Regions from separate parts of the Mus musculus genome. Here region 2 is linked to region 1. A link is a contact called in public promoter capture Hi-C data. All regions are on one chromosome and are shown on one strand. Each heading gives the region's core, a stretch centred on a gene start, on an enhancer-like site or on the middle of the called end of the contact. The rest is flanking DNA. Distances are from core to core; before and after follow the strand shown.

What was found. Promoter capture Hi-C pulls out the DNA fragments that hold promoters and counts their contacts.
Region 2: a contact with region 1 is called in a promoter capture Hi-C map of the 3T3-L1 cell line, with 8 times the contacts expected there. The contact joins the promoter of Vip here to the promoter of Iyd in region 1. A contact is called at or near these places in 2 of 39 promoter capture datasets (the 3T3-L1 cell line and pre-B cells).

Annotation. Positions count from the first base shown.
Region 1 is chr10:3,536,194-3,543,026 of GRCm38.p6, reverse strand. Iyd (iodotyrosine deiodinase) reads right to left here and starts at 2,753. Exons shown (of 5, transcript NM_027391.4): 1 at 2,566-2,753. The coding sequence starts at 2,731. It overlaps Gm30033 (a long non-coding RNA gene), which reads right to left. Exons shown (of 3, transcript XR_380041.2): 3 at 3,400-3,563.
Region 2 is chr10:5,635,439-5,642,271 of GRCm38.p6, reverse strand. It overlaps Vip (vasoactive intestinal polypeptide), which reads right to left and starts at 3,054. Exons shown (of 7, transcript NM_011702.3): 1 at 2,902-3,054; 2 at 1,538-1,654. The coding sequence starts at 1,644.

The DNA.
Region 1 (6,833 bases), core at 1,504-4,003:
ATATATATACATTTTTTAATGAAGTTATAGAGATTTGGAGGAATGACCCAGGCAAGGAAAACAAGGGACAGGAGTCGGGGTTCTGAGGCTGTGAAGGAATCTGAGCTGTCAGCATCTGAGGCAGATAAACAGCAAGATGGCTCAGTTGGTAAAGGTGACTGCCACCAAGCCTGACAGGCTGAGCTTAATCCCAAGGACTCTCATGGTGAGAGGAGAGTGCCGACTCCTCAATTTGTCTTCTGACTTACATACATGCATGACATGGCATATACATGCCTGCATACACAAACACACCAAAAATATCACAGAACAAGTAAAAAGAAATGAAGGTTGTTCGGTGTCTAATGATGTTTTCAGTGAATAAAAACATTGAATTTTATAATACATGTTTTTAATAGTCTGTTGGGAAGAGTGACAGTGGAAAGGATGTGTTTCAGGCCAGTGTGAGCAGCTGAAAGGTATCATGGCTGAGTCTCACTGGACAAGGGAAGGGAGGCCTTTCACAGAACGTGGAGTAGCCCAAAAGGCAGGGTGTGTGGGCCCATGGAATGTGCTTCTTGTGCACATGTGGACTAAGGTTTGGTGTCACAGAAGGCCACCCACGGGAAGTAAGCAGAGGACTCTAACATGCTTATGGAGAGGCATCTTAGACAGAGACAAGAACCAAGAACGCTCAAGAAAAGCCACACAGAAGCTGTGCCCATATCTTACACAGGGAGGATGCTAACTTGGCCCATCAGGGAAGCCGAAGGAACAACAGATTCCCAACCCATCATGGTGACAAAACTCAGGGGACTTGCTTCCTGGCAGAGAAGGAAAAGGGTCCTCTCTGTTTCTGGTTTCAGGAGCTGGGTAGTGGGTAGACCATTTCCTGAGAAAAGGCAGACAGCAGAGACAGCAGTGGAGAGCTAGCAGGAACCTCCTAAAAACAAGCAGGGCCACTTCTCACTGCTCTTGAACTCCTGACTGCTCCCAGGAATGTGGCCTTGAGAGGGAAGAAATCTACCTCTGAATTTCTCTTTTTAAGCCTCCTCTGTTCTAGGCTTTTCTGTGAGAAAGGCTACCCAGCCAAAAGCTCTATGCTTGGACCCTGGAAATAGACTGCCAGAGTCCTACCTGCCTGGGTAGGCAGTACCCTACTACAGCCTCAGTCTCCTGCAATAGTGATAGTAGTGATAGTAGTGATAATGCCTACCTCATTGTATTACCATGAAGACGAAGGGCTTACTCTATATGATGTGTCACCAGCTGGGTCCACTGCATGCTATGTGAGTGTGTTGTGGTCCTCAAGACTCTTCAACCATGTCATCTTCTTTCTGTAGCATATCTCTCTACCATGTCCCTCTTCTCTTCAGGTGTCTCCCAAGTTCTGTCCTCAGTCTTCTCTCTCACAGTACCCACTTGGTGATTATTTCTCTAATCTCTGAGTACCTCCTCAAGTTGATGTGTTCTGACCATTGTTTTATTTAACATCATGAATATGATAAATGCAGCACACCCTTACAGTGTCCCCTAAATTGGATCTTTCTGCCCTTGTCCATGGATGACAGTGACTCAGCCACTCCCTCCATCTTCCCCAATATCTAAAATCTGATGCTCTTCACTGTGACTTGGGCATCCACTACCCTCCCACCAAAGCATTGCTCATCAAACCTTAGAACAGATGTCGGGGTTAAGGACAGTGCTTCTCTGTGGTAAGGGAAGTACTTCCCAAGTGGGACCAGATACCCTGCATATCAGATATTTACATTACAATTCATAACGCTAACAAGATTACACTTATAAACATATCAGCGAAAGTAATTTTACAGTCGCAAATCACTCTAATGTGAGGAACCGTATTAAAGAGTTGCAGCATTGGGAAGGCTGACAAGCACTGGTCTCATGCCAGCCACAGCCAGCCCTCTCTGCCTCACTTCTCCGTCTGCACATCTTTCACCTTCCAGGAATCGCTCCTAGGCATTAGAACATGGGTGCTGGCTTTGTGCGCCTCCTGACACAGCTTGCCCCTGCTGCTCACACCTCTACCCTCGGGTCAGCTTTGCTCTTTCCCAATGCCCCAGCAGACCCCCAAGCCTTTCCTAAACACCTTATACTAGTTCCACAGGGCTTGTCCGTTTCCTTATTTTACCTCATTCCCTAAACCGGACCCTTTTCTTGCTGGGCATGGGCCACTCCTGTCTCTAAGGCACAGGGCCTGGCATAAGAGAAAGTACCCAATCCCTAGACGGGTCACGTTCTCAGTTTCAGCATTCCTAATCAAAACCTGGCCATGCTCGCTGTCACTCTGTACAGAGACTCTGCCTCCACCCCCACCCCTGAGACAGAAGGTGTTGACCTGCAGAGGATCTGGGCTGGGAGAGATCTTAGCTTCCATGACTTCGGACTGGGTAGAGGCTGGTACCGGCAAGTGCCCTGAGATGACCATCCTTGCTATACACTGTTCTGTTTTCACAACAGAAGCGAAGGTTTGCCAGCATGGCTTGCTCTCTGAATCCTGGGCATCAGTTCGCACCATCGCAAACACATGCAGGGCAAAGCCCTGGGCACCGCAGGGGTTGTTACCTTCTTCCACTTGAAGGTCTTCTGTGCTGTCTTTCAAGTCTTCATCCACCCAGGGCTGAACTTGAGCCTCCTCCTTCTTTTTCTCTAGGTTCCTGTCGGCATTTTTAAAGACCCATACAACCAAGATACAGACAACTGCTACCAAGACTGGGGTGAGGAGAAACATGGTCTGAAGTCCGACCTGGAATGTGTGCGCTTTCCCACACTGGCATTTATACAAACAGATGGAAGCAGGGAATGCTGGGAGTAGATGTAGAAACGGGGAGGAGTGCCAGGGAGGGAGCAAAGTACAAACTCAGACTCCGTGAGGACTTTGCAAAGGAGCAAAGCTCACAGTTGGGTGCGTGTGGGATTGGTCCTGCTCTGACGCATGCAATTTTAAAACTGTGCACTTGATCAGTATATTTTCAGACATCAATGACCATGGGGTGCATTAAGCACTGTAATGTGCTACATTGCTGGTGGTGGTTTTAAAGAAAAAAAGCATTTGACCTTTCTCCTATTTAACTATTCTCTCAAAGCATCTTCAACTGCCTGAAGCTAGGAATTGCCCAGAGAGCTAATTTTTTAAAAGGGCAGATTTATAAATGTAGGTTCTGATATCCTGAAAGATAATTTCCAGAAAGAGGCTGTCAACGTGCATTTTTAACAACATATGTAAGAGGCACTGCCCTGAGGCTGTAAAAAAAAAAATTAACAGCCATGCCAACATATGCAACAGAGAAGAAAGGCTATGTTTTACATTAAAGAAAGATTTTAATCTGGAAAAAGTGATGCAAACAGTTTGAAATGACTATATCTAAGCTTGAGGCTTTTTGTTTTTTGTCTTAGTTTTTATCTTTGCCTATGCCTCTGTTGTTCAGGCTGTCAGAACACAAATGTCATTGGTTGAGTGACATAAATAACAGAAACACGTGTCTCACAGTTCCAGAGGTTGAGATGTCCAAGCCCCGGGGACCAGCAGGTTTTGTTCCTCCTCGCTTGTATTGTTCTCACAGCTGGGGATGAGGGAGGAAGGAAGGATGGGAGAGAGAACCATTACTCACAGAAAGCTTCCCTTGTGGCTCCTCCATATTCCACGTACTAAATCACAGGTGCTCCCCAAAACCTCATGTCATAGATCCCGCTACTGCTCCCATTTTCACTCATATGAATGAGGCATGAATAGGTCAAATGACATGCCAAAGCCATTAGAAGATAAATGGGACATAAGCAGCCTGAGTCCATGCTGGGTACGTCTGCAGTGTGGACTAGAATTCTTAGCTAAGATCCTGCGGTGTTGAGCCTGCCTGGGTAACAGGGGAAAGCTGGGACAAGGATTTTATGTGCTAGTACAAGAGACATTGCTGCCTGGCTGCCAAGGTTCACACTCAGCTCTGGGAGCTCACCGAAAAGAGATTTTTAAAAAAGCACAGTGCAGGGGCAAGAAGTCTGGCAGCTGTAACAGCAGCAGGATGGGCAGAGCAGTGTGGAGATCAGACAAGGCTTCCAGAGGGAAGAAACTTTGACTCTAGAATTTGAAACCCACCCAAGTTCCCGACCTGGTGCATCTGCAGGTCTCAGAGTACAGGGGAGGGGGAGGGTGGGCCCTGTGAATTCCGCCAATTTTCACCTGCGCTGGACCCAGTGAGCTTCCTCTAACCCTAACACCTCCTCAGTGACCAGGCCTCCAGCTTCTGATAGTGTCGGTACAGAACAATGCTTCAGCTGCCAATGTAATGTACACTTGTACAGGAACAATGTGGCTTCCCTTGAGGAACAGGATCTGTGCCATAGGGTCACAGAACACCGTGTAGCTGATCTGAGGATGGGCCCTCTCTTCTCTTAGTACCTCTACAGCAGAGCTTCTTCACCTTCCTAATGCAGTGACCTTTTAATACACTTCCTCGATCCCCCCAACCATACAGTTATTTTCTTTGCTACTTCATAGCTGTATTTTGGTTACTGTTAGGAATCATAATGTAAATATCTATGTTTTCCGATGGTCTTTCGTTTGATCCCCAAAGGGTCATGACCCACAGTTGAGAACCACTGCTGTGAAGGCTCCTGGGCTACTTAGCTTCTGTACTTTGTCTTTATCCAGTGAGAAAAAGGAGAAGAGTGCCAAGGGAAGCTACAGGAGGAGATACTAGGCGATTCCCCACCGTCCTCCGTTGTTCCTCGTCTCTACAGACCGATCACCAGTTCTAATTCATCTTTTGAGGCTCCCGCTGCCACCTTGCAGACCACATCAGGAATGGTATTATTTATTCTAGAAGACACACCTCCCCAAACAAATATGCTGATGTTAATCCTATGAAGTCAGTCTGTGTTCCTGCTTCTCAAAGTCCCCAATGTTTGTTTGCAGAAGGCAAAGGGGGACAAAGGGGGGCTCTGTAGGAAAGAGGCTGCCCAGGGCATCGAGTGAGCCAGCAGAGCTCACAGGAGCAAACCAAGCTGTCTTGGTTGAGATCAAGTGCTCAGCAGCAACTGTGATGGCAACAATTTAAGGAAAAGCTGGAAGCAAGGCTGGGCTGAACTCTGTCCGTGATCTGATCTCAGATCAAATATGAAGTCAGGGAGACACAGGAACTTACAAGTCCATTTAAATAAAAAAGTCAGCTTCATCTATACACAAACCCCCTTCACTAATTCTACCCCACTCAAGAATATGTCTGTCTGACACTCGCTGAGTGGAATCATGCCTGCACTCATGATGTCTGTGTGCCAATGATAGTTAAGTCCTCCTCTGTTTGCATTATTCCATTGCGTCCACAGGATGAAACATTTTAAATTAAACTCCACTCTCTGAAAAACCAATCAACCAAGCAACCAACCAAACAAACAAGCAAACAGAGACTGAAGGGCTGGCTATGTGTCACTGGCTATTTAGAGGAGCAAGTTAGACCACAGTAAGACCTTAGTCCTAATAGGAACATCCCTTGGGGGCTTGTTAGAGATGCTAACGCCAGGCCAAATCCTAGGCCTAGTGGCTCAAACACCCTGAGGGCAGAGCTCAGCAGTCTAGTTTCCACAAGCCTTCAGGGTGACTCTGGTGCTGGCCAAAGTTTGAGAAAGACTAGACCAGAAGAAAGACACTCAACCATGACTTTACCCCAAATTCAGATTTTCCAGATTGCAGCCCCAACACCACTGAGATAAGCAGAACTTCCTGCCATTACGTGTTAACGGAGACGTTTTCCTACTGCATCTTTCAACCACACATAGTGTCTTACAGATGACAAACCACTGATAAACATCGATTAAGAGTGTTAAGGATGAAAATGGGTTTTCATGGTTTGTACTAAGATGACTCTCTGGTCACCTTAAATCAGGGACCAACAAAGGCTGTGACTGAGAAAGCAAACAGTAGCTTCTCCTGTAGCTTTTCTATGAATGCTTCGAATTCAGAAAGCAGACAATAGGAATCTCAACTCTGTGGGATCTCGCCAGTGCCAGATGTGACATCGTCAGACACTGGAGATTACACAGTGCAATCAAAGGTTACACTTCCCTCTCCAAGCAAACCACACATTCAAATCCATACTGAGTCCGCTCCTTATGTTCCCCATAGGAGAAAGGTGAGATCTCACAGGCTTGATCTGCTTTTTTTTTTTTTTTTTTTTTTTTTTAACCCTTTGGACATCTAAAGTATGCCAGTTCTGGGAGTTCCCAAATACAGACTCTTAGCTATAAGCAGTTCTCAGGAAAGAAGCATGGGAGAAGTCATGGGTCCATTATGACTGTCTTTGCTCCTAGGGAAAGCATTCTGAGACTGGAGGAGTCCCTAGGAATTTCCCTCAGCTGAGCAGTAACCAAGCAGCGCCTCTCAGGTCACAAGCTGGGCCCATGAGAAAAACCATGGCAATTCTCCTTTTGAAACAGATGCTTTTCTATGAAAGAGCTTAGCCTCAGGCAAGATGGCAAAGGAGACAACAGCTGTGCTTGCTGAGTTGTAGCAACAGTTACTGATACTACCAGGTGGCAGATGCTTGTCCTGTGCATTTTCCCTGGTGAGCCTGGCTTCATGGTGGAAAATTACATAACATGCCTATCTTTCTTCCACCCCTACCACTGGCTTCTGAGCCTCATCTCCCACCCATGCATGCTCACAGCATATCACAGCATAGCAAAGGAGGGTTCCTGTATGGTCTCCAGGCTTGGCAGCATCCATGTGCTGTTTGTTTGCTCAAGTGGTAAGGAAGCCCATCAGAGCAGAAGGGGGTGGGGAGTGCCTGGAGCAGTGGTGACAGGAGCAGGAGGAGACCTTGATGTAACAAAAACAGAGG
Region 2 (6,833 bases), core at 1,805-4,304, 2.1 Mb before region 1:
ATGATGTCATTCAGCTTGTCCAAGATTTCTAAACCAAACGTAATTTCCACTTAATTCAATTCTAGTGAAGCTATAAGCAAAGAACACTGTCCCGGTGTATGTCATGCTGTCCGTTTGTGAAGCAGCATTAAGAGGTAGAACAATTTATGCAAGATATAAACATACCAAAAGCAAATATTAAACACAAAACCTGATACTTACTCATAGAAGTGGTGGCATTTAGTATCCATTATCCAAATACATGATGGAAGCAGTGTGCAACCTGCTTGTCTTTTTCTAGTCCCCTAATGTGTGTCACAAAGCTTTACATCTCATGGTATATTTCTCTTTATTGATCAACCCAACAGATGTGCACATTTGAGAATGGTTATTCTAATATAGTGAATGTAAGGACTCCCTCTAGATCCTCATGCTGTGTGTATGAGCACAGGCTGATTAGAAACATATGATGCTGTACTGCAAAATAGGAATTTCATTTATGATATATGGCATATAACCTACTTGTTGACGCTTGTGTATTTTTAATGCCACTGCTCTATTAAAAGTGTGTGTGTGTGTGTGTGTGTGTGTGTGTGTGTGTGTGTGTGTGTGTGTGTAATATTGGGGTAAACTTCTAAACGGTTTCAGTTCTAGGGCACTTTGGTATCTCTGGGAGATGATGTAGCAGATAGTAAAAGTGGCCATCCATGGGCCTGATGCTGAACAGACTGTGAATTCCAACATTCCTGTGACTTGTTCATCTGCTGAGATACAGGCGTTGGGACTCTAGTTGTCAAATGATATGGAAGAGGTAGTACGTTATACAATTTCAGGGAGAACATTAGTGCTGAGAGACTACTCACTTTTCTGAACATAAGAACAGGCAAATAGTCAAAGACATGATGATCTACCTTTAGATAATAGTGATCCTGTAGATTAGAAAGCTTAAGTATGAGTTGACTATTAACATAAGTCTATCTTATTTTAGGTTAAGTTGATGCATGTAAAGTATAAACTTTCTTATGTCAAATAGTAAAACTAAGAATTTTTTGGTTCAAATAGAGAATTCTATGAGGATTGTATACATCCTTCCTCATGGTCCTTATTATTGGCAGGGTGATTCTTCCAAGACTGATTTCTGTTCAACAGAATTTCATGTGTATATATCTCATTGACAAAGTACTAATATTATAATCATTTTTATTAAATATAAATTTAAATGAAGTTTTTCTACTGGAAACAGAACAGGCCTGAGATGAAAATAAGAAGTTGTTAGCTTCCTAACACTAGTTTAGAAATGGGATCCATCTGGTACGCAAGACTGGCCACTGATGTTGTATTCTATGTACTGGAGGTGAATTCCAGAGTCCAGAATAAGTTTTTTTTTCCCATTGGAAATGAATTTGCTCAACACTACAACCAAAATATTGAAATAAATAATATGTGATTTGAAATGCAACACTCTCCAAAATAACATGTGGGAAATCTCATTTAGATGCAGAGGAATGCCTGCCTACTTATCTGAATTGAAAGCACACTTTCCCAGAATGAAACTTACCTCACTACAGAAGGTGGTCCAAAGAGAGGCCAGGCCAGCGACTGAGAGAACAGCACACTGAAGAGTATCAGGAATGCCAGGAACTGAGGCTTGCTTCTGGCTTCCATCTCGGTGCCTCTGAAAAGAGAAAGGATGCTGGCTCTCCCAGCCACACTTGGCAACATTTCAGAGGGTCTAGCAACCCCACCAGGGGCTCTTGCCAAGTTGAAAATGGTCATTTCTCTTCAGGAAAGAGTCAGACTTACTGACATAAGATTACTTTGTAAAATAACGCTAGTTTTCTAGCACTGGTTTGGAAATGGAATCCATCCCCAGGATAAAGGCATTTGAACACCGGCTCAGCTCCCTTTTGTCTTTCCCTCTGCGGGCACTCAATTAATTTTAGTGTCTATCCAGGGCCATGCTTCTGTTGTGCTGGAGGCAGATAACTTTAGGCTCTGTGTTTTGATAACAGAGTCGTCATAGCATAATGTCTTTTCTGTTGAAGGAAACAGCCACAAGGAATTTGTTGGGTTCCCCCCTTAAAGCTATAATATCTGATTGATGTAAAACTGGGGTATTACCTAATTAATTTTCCTTCTAGCCAATTGTATTTTAGAGTTTGCATGTTCATAGTACATATATGTATATAAAGTATAGATTTGTATCATTAAGGCAAAAATCTTGTATACATATTACATTGAAATTCTTATTTTCTCTGTATTTGTTATAGAAACCACTGATAAGTTATTTCTTTAAACCAAGGCCCAAGCAAATTTATTCAAGGATAAAACTTAATGCCCTCAGAGTCACTTGGCACTGGAACAAGTTTTTCCAGGAAATCGATTTATATGCCTTTATCTGTAGAGCCCATGCATCCTGCATTCGATCTATTCACATGTCCTATTTGTAAACACTGTCGAGCTAGCACAGAGATCTTCAAGGGTTTTACCTCTTGGTACCTACAAAAGTCATAGCACTTAAAAATTAAATGATAAAGAAAGTGAGTGCTTTCTAGGCTCGATCTGTTTAGAAACAGAAAGAAAAGCTCTTTAAACGCAGATTGAAAACCCCCAAAACAAATGCATCAAGCTGAACACTTTGCTCAAAACCCCCCCCACAAGCAAACTCGTCTTACTTTATTTTTTAAAAGGCAATACTTAATGAAGGATTAAGCAGGACTAAGAATCCTCTAAGCAGATGGGGTCATAAGAGAGAAATTGAGGCATTTCTATCTTTATTCAGTGACTTGTCATGATTATTGTATTTGGCTATTGCAAAAAGACGAACACTGTAAAATTCTTTTTAAGAGAGAAATTTTCACAAACTCCTATTCAAAGTCCCAGTGACAGAGAGGAGAGGAAGAAGTGGAAGATTTTGCTTACCCTTGGCTGTTTCCTTCAGGCAGGGCTGCCTTTCCGGCTTCGTGGCAGCTGTCTAGGGTGCTGAAGTTCTGCTCTAGGGAAGGCTCCACCAGTCTGTTCCCGGTTCCTGGGGAACGGTTGGCTGTAGCTGGCTAGTGCTCTGCTGTCCAAGCTGACCAGCATCTCAAAGTCTCTCATTTTATAGGGCTTGTGCTTCGGGCTGAGCAATCAGAAGGCTCCCCGAAAGACGTCACAGTAGTGATCCCATGGGATGAACAGGTCTTGAAGTTCTTATTAAATTGTCATCATGCCTGATTTATATACATTTATAGCAAACAAGTTCAAGAGAGAGGAAATGAACTCTTTTTTAAAAAAAGAAAAGTACTTAGCTGGATGTGCAATGCTTTAATCTTTACTTAGCTGTGATGAACTAGAAGATGATTATAATGTTATAGACAGGGCCTAGGAGTACCTTAGAAAATAAGGACTTTCTTCAGGAACAAATGCAGAAAACTTGTGTTGTGCTTAGAGTATAATTCCTCGTTTCTACAAAGTGTCAATTGCTTTAATGCCTTTTAAAAAACTTTATGCTGCTTATGCATATCTGAATTAAAGTTTTCTAGAAACCTACTCTAATTTAAAAAGCAGTCATAAATGATTTTGCATCTTTCTATTATTACACTTCTTTTATGTTGAGTCTAATCCTCGGGGAGAGGGGTTCCATTATGTGTCTAAGATGCTATAGTATACACGCTGTTGTGTAAGCCATGGCACTAGCACTCTTCTACACTTTGTTTAAAATATCATAATTCCCACTCCTTCTCTTTGCCCACTATATCAAATATTCCAAAAATAAATAATGATCAGACTGTATACTCCAGGGACTGAATCTCTCTTTCTCTTCAAAGGCATTCTCCTCATTTTATGTCTTTGCATAATGTTGAATCACTTTGTTTGCCCTCAAAACTCACCCTACTTCAGAATCTCCAACTCAGTCGCTTTACATAAATGTGATTTCAAAGGATCAGGGAAAAGACCTTTGTAGAGTACTGTGATGAATGCTTAATTTTTTTTTGTTGATTTTAACCTCAAAGTAGCCTGACATACATTTAATTGGGACTTAATGTCAAAATGCAGCTATCCTAAGAGTGTCATGGAAAACAAAGGCAATGTCCATTCATTTAAAAGTCCTGGTGTGTGTGTGTGTGTGTGTGTGTGTGTGTGTTTTATTACGTATATCCTTAGGGATATATAGCTCTCAATTTTCTTTACTTTATTGTCCTCTAAGATTTTAGTCTCTCTTTGTTGCACTGAGGGCCGGCCAATGCAGTGAGAATTATCTTGCTAGAGCTTAATCATATTTTCTAATCCATTTACAAGAAAAATTAAATGAATTAAATTTCAAAATGTCTGGAATTTTGTTGTCCAGCTGACAGGTCTGACTTAAGCCAGAGTTCCTGTGGCTTAATTCCAGGAAATCTTTTTTTTTTTTTTTAAGCTAGTTGTTACAAACTAGAGGTTAAAATAGTTTTCATATGGATCTTCTTTTTTTATCCTGAGATCATTGTCACCAAAACCCTCGGTGAAACAACTTCATTGAAAAGAAGCACCAGGAAATAAATAGGTTAGGGATCACGAAGAACTCCATCCTGGAGGAGAAGAAGCCGCAAAATCACATCAAGGCTTCTTATCAGTGGTCCAAGGAAGCACGAGGCAATAAGAACAGTTTCTCCCATCATCACGATAAAACAAAATAATAAAGAGAATTTAATTTTATTTTTACCTATCGAGGAAAATAGACTAAATCAAAGAATCAGTTCTTGCTACAGATTTAAACAGGACATAAACTCATAGAATCACAGCACCATCTGCAGTTCAAAGTCGTAACTCTCAGATTTAAAACAAACAAACAAACAAAAAGACCATGTTTCTGTATTTTGTTTGTTTGTTTAAAGAAATAGGGAGAAATCCAGAGATCCATTGACCAGCTAACATAGATTCTTTTTTCTTATGTTTATCATAAGGAAAATGACTATATGAAATTTGTCATGAGTAATCTAGTAAACAAAAAGCCATATTTACTGTTTAGCTCTGCCTCTTCCTTACCTTTCAATACTTCGTCTTTCCACAGTCTCTTCAACTGCTTTCCCTATGCAAGCAAGCCTGCTCAGCACAGCATAGAAAACCTTCACCCAACTCTATAGCAAAGGCAATCTATTCCTGCTCCAAATAAATAAGCGATGTCTGCAGTAGCTCTTCCATCCCTCCCATGTTTACTAAAGGCGATGAGAGTGGAATCCAGTTTCCTGAGGGTCTGTCTTTCCATAAAGGGCCAGCCCTATTTTGAAATTGTCACCAACACTCTTGGTGCTAACTCGTCAGGTAATCACGTAGCTTGTAAAGATATCAGCATCTCCATTCCCACTTATTGTCAAAAGAACCAAAAGCAATGCCGGTGAACTGTAGCTCTGTAAACTAAACGGAGGTCATGTGGAAGTGACTCTGAAGATAAGGCAGAAATCCACGTTCACCTTTATTTTCTTCCTGCAAAGGGCTAAATGAACACATGGTCACTAGGGGGAATGAATGCCTCCCTGTGGCGTATGCCTGTGTCTGTGATACCTATGTCTGTATAATTCACCTGCACGCAACCTCAGCTGGAAGACCTTATATCATTGCCACCCTAGGAGGCAGGAGCAGTGAAGCCTACATGTAGGACCAAGGAGACACACCCAGTTGCCTTTTATATGTAAGTTAAGAGGGACATTTATATCTTTAGAAGATCAAAATCATAAATGTATTTGGGACACATAAAAATTATATAAAATTTAAGCATCCATTTTCCTATTTTGTTGATTGGAACATGGAAATGCTTTGTCATATACATCCATGCTGTGGCTTCTTTTGAACTACAACAAACAGTTTGAAACCTTCAAATCCTGGTGATCCCTCTGATCTTTCATTGAACAAAACTTCTTGGGGCTGGAGAATTAACTCAGCAGTTAAAAAGTTTAGCTCCCAGCACCCACATGGCAAGAATATACTTGAAATTCCTTTTACTTTTTTACTGCATTATTAAGGTGTTTTGACAAACATGTGAGCTAATGTTTTGACATGTGTATGCACTGTTTAAACTTCAAGTCAGGGCAAACCTATAACCTTAAATATTTATTATTCATTTATGGTGAAGATATTCAAGGAGATTTCTTTCTGATGTTGTCTGCCTGGCATTTACCACAGCATGGACACAACTGTAGGTTATTATGTTAAATGACACAGGCAAGGCACCGAAAGACAAGAGGGACATAACCTCACATGAGAGATCTAGAGTTGATGGCATGGAAGTTGATTAGGGCAATTACCAGAGACTGAGGGCTCAGGGGGAGGGAGAGAAGGTTGACCACTGGGTGTTAAGATACAAGTTAGAAAGTTTGGACTTAGAGACATGTCCCAGAAAGGACGGTGGGTTCCCAGCCCATTCATGTCTGCTACTCAGCATCTTGTCCATGTAATCTACGTTTCCATCACAAGCCCCCACAGCACTGGCCCAACCAACTAGAGATTAAAATCCACAGCATCATGAGCCAAAAATAAACCTTCCCTCTGTGTAATTTGATTACCTATGTTTGAAGTTTGAGTAACTAACTAAAGAAATTTGAGTAGCTAATCTTTTTTGCTTATAATTCTTTTAACTTTGACAATTCAAATTTCTTTTCAGAATTCTTCTATTCTTGTTATGCTAGTGATTTGGTGAAAGTAGTGTTACAGTAACAGTTAATTTTCTCTTGAAATTGTGCTGTTAGAAGTAATTTCATGTTCTAACATTTCCTAATGAATGCGGTGGCTCATTTTTATTGTCAACTTGATCCACTAAGAAAGTAGTTGGGGCTTTTCTGAGGCACCGCTTTTAGTATATTTGTGAGCATATTTTGAGGGAGGTTTTACTGAGGAGA